Regions from separate parts of the Mus musculus genome. Here region 2 is linked to region 1. A link is a contact called in public promoter capture Hi-C data. All regions are on one chromosome and are shown on one strand. Each heading gives the region's core, a stretch centred on a gene start, on an enhancer-like site or on the middle of the called end of the contact. The rest is flanking DNA. Distances are from core to core; before and after follow the strand shown. Region 1 has its middle 8.5 kb from the start of Gm24919. Region 2 overlaps Efcab2 (EF-hand calcium binding domain 2).

What was found. Promoter capture Hi-C pulls out the DNA fragments that hold promoters and counts their contacts.
Region 2: a contact with region 1 is called in a promoter capture Hi-C map of the HPC-7 cell line, with 4 times the contacts expected there. The contact joins two enhancer-like sites. A contact is called at or near these places in 7 of 39 promoter capture datasets (the C10 cell line, the HPC-7 cell line, HPC-7-derived erythroid cells and 4 more), 1 of 15 datasets of contacts at CTCF or cohesin (pro-B cells), 27 of 484 Hi-C or Micro-C datasets (8-cell embryo, the AML12 cell line, CD4 T cells and 14 more), 4 of 115 datasets of contacts at active chromatin or transcription factors (the HPC-7 cell line, bone marrow-derived macrophages, embryonic stem cells and 1 more) and 3 of 9 other capture datasets (adipose tissue, liver and pancreatic islet).

The regions. Positions count from the first base shown.
Region 1 is chr1:178,380,811-178,383,887 of GRCm38.p6, forward strand. No RefSeq gene overlaps it. Among named protein-coding and RNA genes, the nearest start is that of Gm24919, 8.5 kb to the right of the region's middle. Within about 2 kb of position 1,476, at least 13 of the 459 cell types and tissues checked have an H3K27ac peak or open chromatin away from gene starts, as enhancers often do. A contact at or near this core is called in the HPC-7 cell line, where this site is marked.
Region 2 is chr1:178,447,042-178,450,118 of GRCm38.p6, forward strand. The region is part of intron 2 of Efcab2 (EF-hand calcium binding domain 2); the gene reads left to right. Among named protein-coding and RNA genes, the nearest start is that of Efcab2, 43 kb to the left of the region's middle. Within about 2 kb of position 1,585, at least 67 of the 459 cell types and tissues checked have an H3K27ac peak or open chromatin away from gene starts, as enhancers often do. A contact at or near this core is called in the HPC-7 cell line, where this site is marked.

The DNA.
Region 1 (3,077 bases), core at 226-2,725:
AAGTATACAAATCCTATGTGTTAGAAGCTCTTATTCTCTAGGTTCTATGCCTTTATCAATATTTCTCCTCAAGTTTATGTATATTCATAGCAGAAATAATGTCTGTAAAGACTCCCTGATTTCTTCATAGACAGTTGGTGACTGATGATTGTTAACTCGATTCTTACCAACATGGCCATGATATTTCTAAAATGGTTTCTAAGACCATTTGTTCTTTATTTTCAATTGTCTTGAGGGCCACAAAGCCAGCTGCACTGGAGACACCTACTTCTGGTTTTGTGTTTAATTTTCCAAATATCCCCCTCCCAGTTAACCTTCCTTTCTCTATACTTCCATGTTTCCCCTCCCCCATCTCTTCCAATCTCTCCTCTTTCTCCTGTCCTCATCCCTAAGGACAAGTTCTTGGTTATCAATATCAGTATCAGTATCTTGGAATCAGACAGAGTTGGATGTGATCTTGGATGCACCTTTCCTCCCCAACTTGCTTCTTGGTCATGATATTTGTGCAGGAATAGAAACCCTGACTAAGACAACCACTGAACTATATACCCCAGCCTTTACTTGTTTTTTTTTTTAAATCTTTTTAAAAATATCTATCTATCTATCTATCTATCTATCTATCTATCTATCTATCTATCTAATGTATATGAGGCTCTATCTGTATGTATACCTGTATGCCAGGAAAGGACATCAGATCCCAGGTGTACTGGCTGGTTTTGTGTGTCAACTTGACACAGGTTGGGGTTATCACAGAGAAAGGAGCTTCAGTTGAGGAAATGCCTCCACAAGATCTAGCTGTAAGGCATTTTCTCAATTAGTGATCAAGGGGGAAAGGCCCCTTGTGGGTGGAACCATCTCTGGGCTGGTAGTCTTGGTTCTATAAGAGAGCAGGCTGAGCAAGCCAGGGGAAGAAAGCCAGTAAAGAACATCCCTCCATGGCTTCTGCATCAGCTCCTGCTTTCTGACCTGCTTGAGTTCCAGTTCTGACTTCCTTGGTGATGAACAGCAGTATGGAAGTGTAAGCTGAATAAACCCTTTCCTCCCCAACTTGCTTCTTGGTCATGATGTTTGTGCAGGAATAGAAACCCTGACTAAGACACCAGGATATATGGCTGTGAGCCACCATGTAGTTGCTGGGAATTGTACTTAAGACTTCTGGAAGAGCAGACAGCACTCTTAACTGCTAAGACATCTTTTCCTGTCCCCATGCTCTTTATTTTGAAATACTACGTCACTAAATCACCCAGACAGAACTCACTCTGTAGACCAGGCCAGTTTTGAATTTACATCTTCCTGTCTCAGTCTCTGAGTAGAAGAGATTGCAGGCCTGTACACACAGCAATGAGGTAATAGTTGACTTGGGTCCCTCTCAAATATATGAATAGAATATTGGCAGCTTGAATAACAATGTCTTTAGAGTCAAGATCAAAATCCTAACTTCAGACTCTCTGGGCTGTTTGTTGCTTAACAGTGGGCATGTCCTGACAGCAAAGCCCAGCTGACAGAAATGAGCTTCATGTGCAGTAACATGTGCACTGTGTATCTGCCAACAATCTCAAAGCTGCAAACCTCAAAAATAACCCTGGAACATAAGTTGCTGTCATTATCCTCATTTTAAAGATAAGGAAGGAGAAGTTAAATTAATTGCCTAAGGTTCCATAGTAAATAAGTGGCAAACCAGAACCCAGGAGTCTGGCTACAGGTTTTAACCACAGATAGAAAGCTCTTAAGTGACTGTTTACAATGAAGCTTATCTTTCTGAATTTCTATGCCTGTCGCTAATGGCCAAATGGCGGACACAGCAGAGGAGGGTGGAGTTGAGGGGACAGTCTGAGAAAAGCAATGCAGTCTAAAACCATTCAGGACTCCTCTTCACTGCAGTTTCAGGAGAAGCATTGAGGCAGGGCAGAGTCACTGGGCAGGAAGCTGGGAAGTTGTCTCTATACCAGTTTAGAAAATGTATGAGGGATTGGTGGGATGGCTCAGTGGGTAAAGGTGCTCGATGCCAGAGTTCCATCCCTGGGTCCCATATGGTGAAAGGTGAGAACCAGTCCTCTGCATAGGAGCTCTGCAAAGTCACATGTGGCAAGAGTTTATAGCCACCAGCCCTCACTCTCTAAAATAAATGCATTAAAAAATAAAATCAAAGAATAGAATGTGGGGGGCTGGCTGGTTGACTCATTTTGTTTTCTTTGTTTTGATTTTGGTGCTGGCAATCACTACATTGATCAGAGTCACAGGCATCCACCTCCTGAGTGCTGAGATTAAAGGCATGAAACCACTATGCCTGGACCTCACTCTTCCAAAGTAAAGAAATGTGTTTGAGATATGATGCCTTTATAAATTTGCTATTACAGCATAAACCTCAATGGGCAAAAAATTTAAATCTTAAAAACAAGCATTATGAAGATAGAAACAGTATATACATCTAACTAATACTATTGGAGGCGAGAATTCTCAAGAGATGGCTCAGTAATTAAGATTAAGCATTTAGCTCTTGAAGAGGACCTGACTTCAGTTCCTAGCACCCACATCGGATGGCTCACAATCCCCAGAAACTAGTTTCAGTAGATCTGACCTCTGAAGGTACCCAAACACACACACATAATTAAAAATAAATAAAATTAATCTTAAAAAAATTGCCCAGGTAAGAGAATATAAAATAATTAGTTGACTATAAGATTATAAAATGAAGAGAAAGATGATCTGATCTTCTTTATTTCTTTTTATTTCACTTTTAAATTTATTTTGGAGACAGGTTCTCACTATGTAGACCAGGCTGGCCTTGAACTCACAGAGACCTACGTGTCTCTGCCTCTTGAGTGCTGGGTATGCCACCATGCTTAGCTCCAGAAAGGAAAAAAATATTCTGAAATGGACAAAAATATCAAAGTCACAAAGTATGTTCCAGAGAAGAGAGAACCATTTCCTGGTACTGTGCTGACAAATGGGGGTGGTGGCTTTCAAACTCCCACGGGACACTGTAGCTGGACTTTTACTATCTTGTGGTTCTTTCCCCTGCTCTTTATCCCAGAGATTTCATCTCCTATCACTAGATAGGATAGATAGGAGAGAAA
Region 2 (3,077 bases), core at 335-2,834, 66 kb after region 1:
CACATGTTGATAATTCTAAAGTCTCAATAAAGCAGTCACTAGAGAATGCTTCCTTAGCCCCAAGCTGAGGTTCTTCCTTAGAGAGGAGGCAAGTGCGCCATTTTGTTAAAGTTATGAACAAGATAAGGATATCTACATTAACCATTGTCAATTAATATTAACATAATTGGGCAAGCAGTGACATGGACATAAGTACTGGACATGATATGGTAGGAGGTAGAAAAGATAGGAGAAAGAAAAACTATTTGTAGGAAAGAAAACTAAATATCTAGAGAACCCAGAAGAACTGATAAGAAAACTATTGCAAAGAAAAATGAATTTTAGTAAAGTAGCAAGATTCTTATACAGAAGGCTGGTGACATGGTTCAACAGGGAGAAACACTTGTGTGTAGTAGCCCTGACAACCTGAGAGAAATCTTTGGGTCCCACAGAGTGGCCAGAGAGACCAGACCCCTGGGTTGTCTGTCTTCCAACCTCTTCCTCCTAGCTATGGCAGTATCTCCAGTTTTAGTCTTGCACTAATTTACATTCCCATCAATAGTCTGTTCGTCTCCCTCCCGTCCCCTCCCCTCCCCTCCCCTCCCCTCCCCTCCCCTCCCCTCCCCTCCCCTCCCCTCCCCTCCCCTCCCCTCCCCTCCCTTCCCCTTCCCTCCCCTCCCCTCCCCAGCATTTGTACTTTTCAGTGTTTTGTTAATTGCCATTCTGAGGGGTGAGGTGATATCTCATTGTGGTTTGGCTTTACAGTTCCCTAGTAAGCAGTGACACTGGACATATTTTCATGTTTGTCTGTCGACCATTTGTATATCTCATCTTAGAAAATGTCTGTTCAGATCATTAGCTTTTTTTTTAATCCAGAGACTTTTTAGTTGTTCAAACCCATCATATTTTCTAGATATTAATCCCTTTTCAGATACATCATTTACAAATATTTCCTCTATTCTATATTCGTCTCTTCATCTGTCGTCTCTTTCTTTGGTGCAGAAAGTCTCAGTTTGGCATAATTCCATTTGCCTATCACTGCTTTTGTTGGCTGTGCTTTTGAGATCTTAACTACCACCACCAATAACAGCAACAACAACAATGAAGACGCAAATTATTGCCTGTACTGGACTTGAAGTGTTTCAAAATCTTAGTATCTGCTAGCTCAAAATGTGAGTTTATCTGCAAGTCAGGTGTTTACAGAGATGATTGGATTTAAAACCGGTGCTGAGAGAGAGGCCTAATTGCTCTCTCTGGCTCTCTCACCCTGTGCATGCCAGGCAGGTGGCTTACCACTGGCTTATACCAGGAGAGATGCCAGGGTGTCTGTGTTCAGAGGGATGCCCCGTTAGGACATAGCAAGGGCTCTCTCTGCAAGTTAAGCTGGGAGGCTTTGGGGTGAAACCAGATTTCCAGCCCTCAGAGCCGTGAGAAAAGAAGTTGCTGACAGTGTTTATCTTCCATGCCCTACCCCCACACCGTGTGATACTTTCTCAAGGTAGCTTCAGCAAGCTAATACAGGCACAAAAGCAGCAATGATGATGCGGTTTCTTCAGAGCCCTTATCACTGACTAAAATTAGCTTGTGCTCAGTTATGTTTGTGCTCTGTTCCTCCCAGTAGTAAGCTCCAAGGCGAGAACAGGGGCTCGTCCTTCTCATCCCCACAGCAGTCACAGCACTGAGCAAAAGTAGCTGTGTCATTAACTTACTGATTCTGTCTCTGCAGTGTCCGGGTTTTTACAGAGCCAGCGCTCTTTTTGGGACTGTAACTTCTAGCACAGAGACTAAGAAGAAATAGCTTTGCAGCAAATAAGAGGCAGAAACTCCTTGTTCTTCTCTTTTACAGGCTCTTCAGTTGATTAGGAAGGCCTTTGAGGCCATTTTGGAACAGAAAATCTGCCCTTGTTTTAGATTTATTTTATTATTTGGTTTTAAAATAACTTGGATCTAGGAAAAATGCCCTCATAGGGGAAGAAGGCAGGGTCTTCGTTTTGTTCTCTACTCTTCTGTAAGTACCCGGCATAGCAGTCTTCAGTAAATGTTTGTTAAATGAATGGGAACCCATTTTCCAAAATTCTGCTTTGTTCTAGAAATTTCCAAATTGTGTTTTGCTTACTGATACTTAGTGTAACAGCAGTTATATTATAGAGGGTAAACGGTTTTGCACCTTTTGCCCCTCATAATTGCATCAGATGCCCTCTGTCTGTTCTCACTGGGGATGGGCGGGGTGGGGGGGTGGGGGGTGGTGGTGGTGGTGGTGGTGGTGGTGGTGTGTGCATCAGATGTCCCTGGTCTGTCCTCTCTGTTGTTTGTGACCTTGACTGCCCTTATGGATGACTCAGTCTAGCTCAGTGGCTCTGCTGCCACCCCGTGTCAGCAGTGGGGTACTACACCCACTGAATGTCCATCAGGAACCCATCCCATTCTTCTGTTGGGTTGCTCTTCATGACCTGTTTGTCTAAGTGACATTTCTTTCTGAATGGTATACATGAAGAAATAAATTCTTCTGTTTAAAAGCCTTTAGAGCTGGTTTGTATTTATCAATATAAGGAATCTATGCATTTGAATAAAATACATGAAAGTTTCCATATTTTAAAACATTTATATAAAATAGTTGTTTCATTTGTCAGTTTATTAAAAATCCCATAAACGATTTATAGAGAAGAAAATAATATTTTAAAAAGCTTTAAAAAATTTAAATAAGACTTTTGTTGATTTCTGCTTTATTTGCATAGTAGATTACTAAGTGAGTTGGTTCTAACCACTCTAGTCAATGGAGGAAATTAACTTGTCTACAGGCTCCTGCATCAGCTGTTTGAAATAGCAGTAGCCACAATATCAGTGACTGATGTGCAGAAGCCAGTTTAGAAAAGCGTTCTGAAACCATTGTTAAAAACTAGCTGATATTAAAATCATTTTAACTTGTTTTAAAGAGGTCAGGCAGTAGAGACGGCTCAGCAGTTAAGGGCACTCTTGCAGAGGACCTGGGTTTGGTTCCCAGCACTCGTGTTGGACCACACACCTACTGGACCAACACACATACTGAACCAATAAGTGAGCTCATGTTGAGCCCACACCCACCTGAACTCTAACTCAGG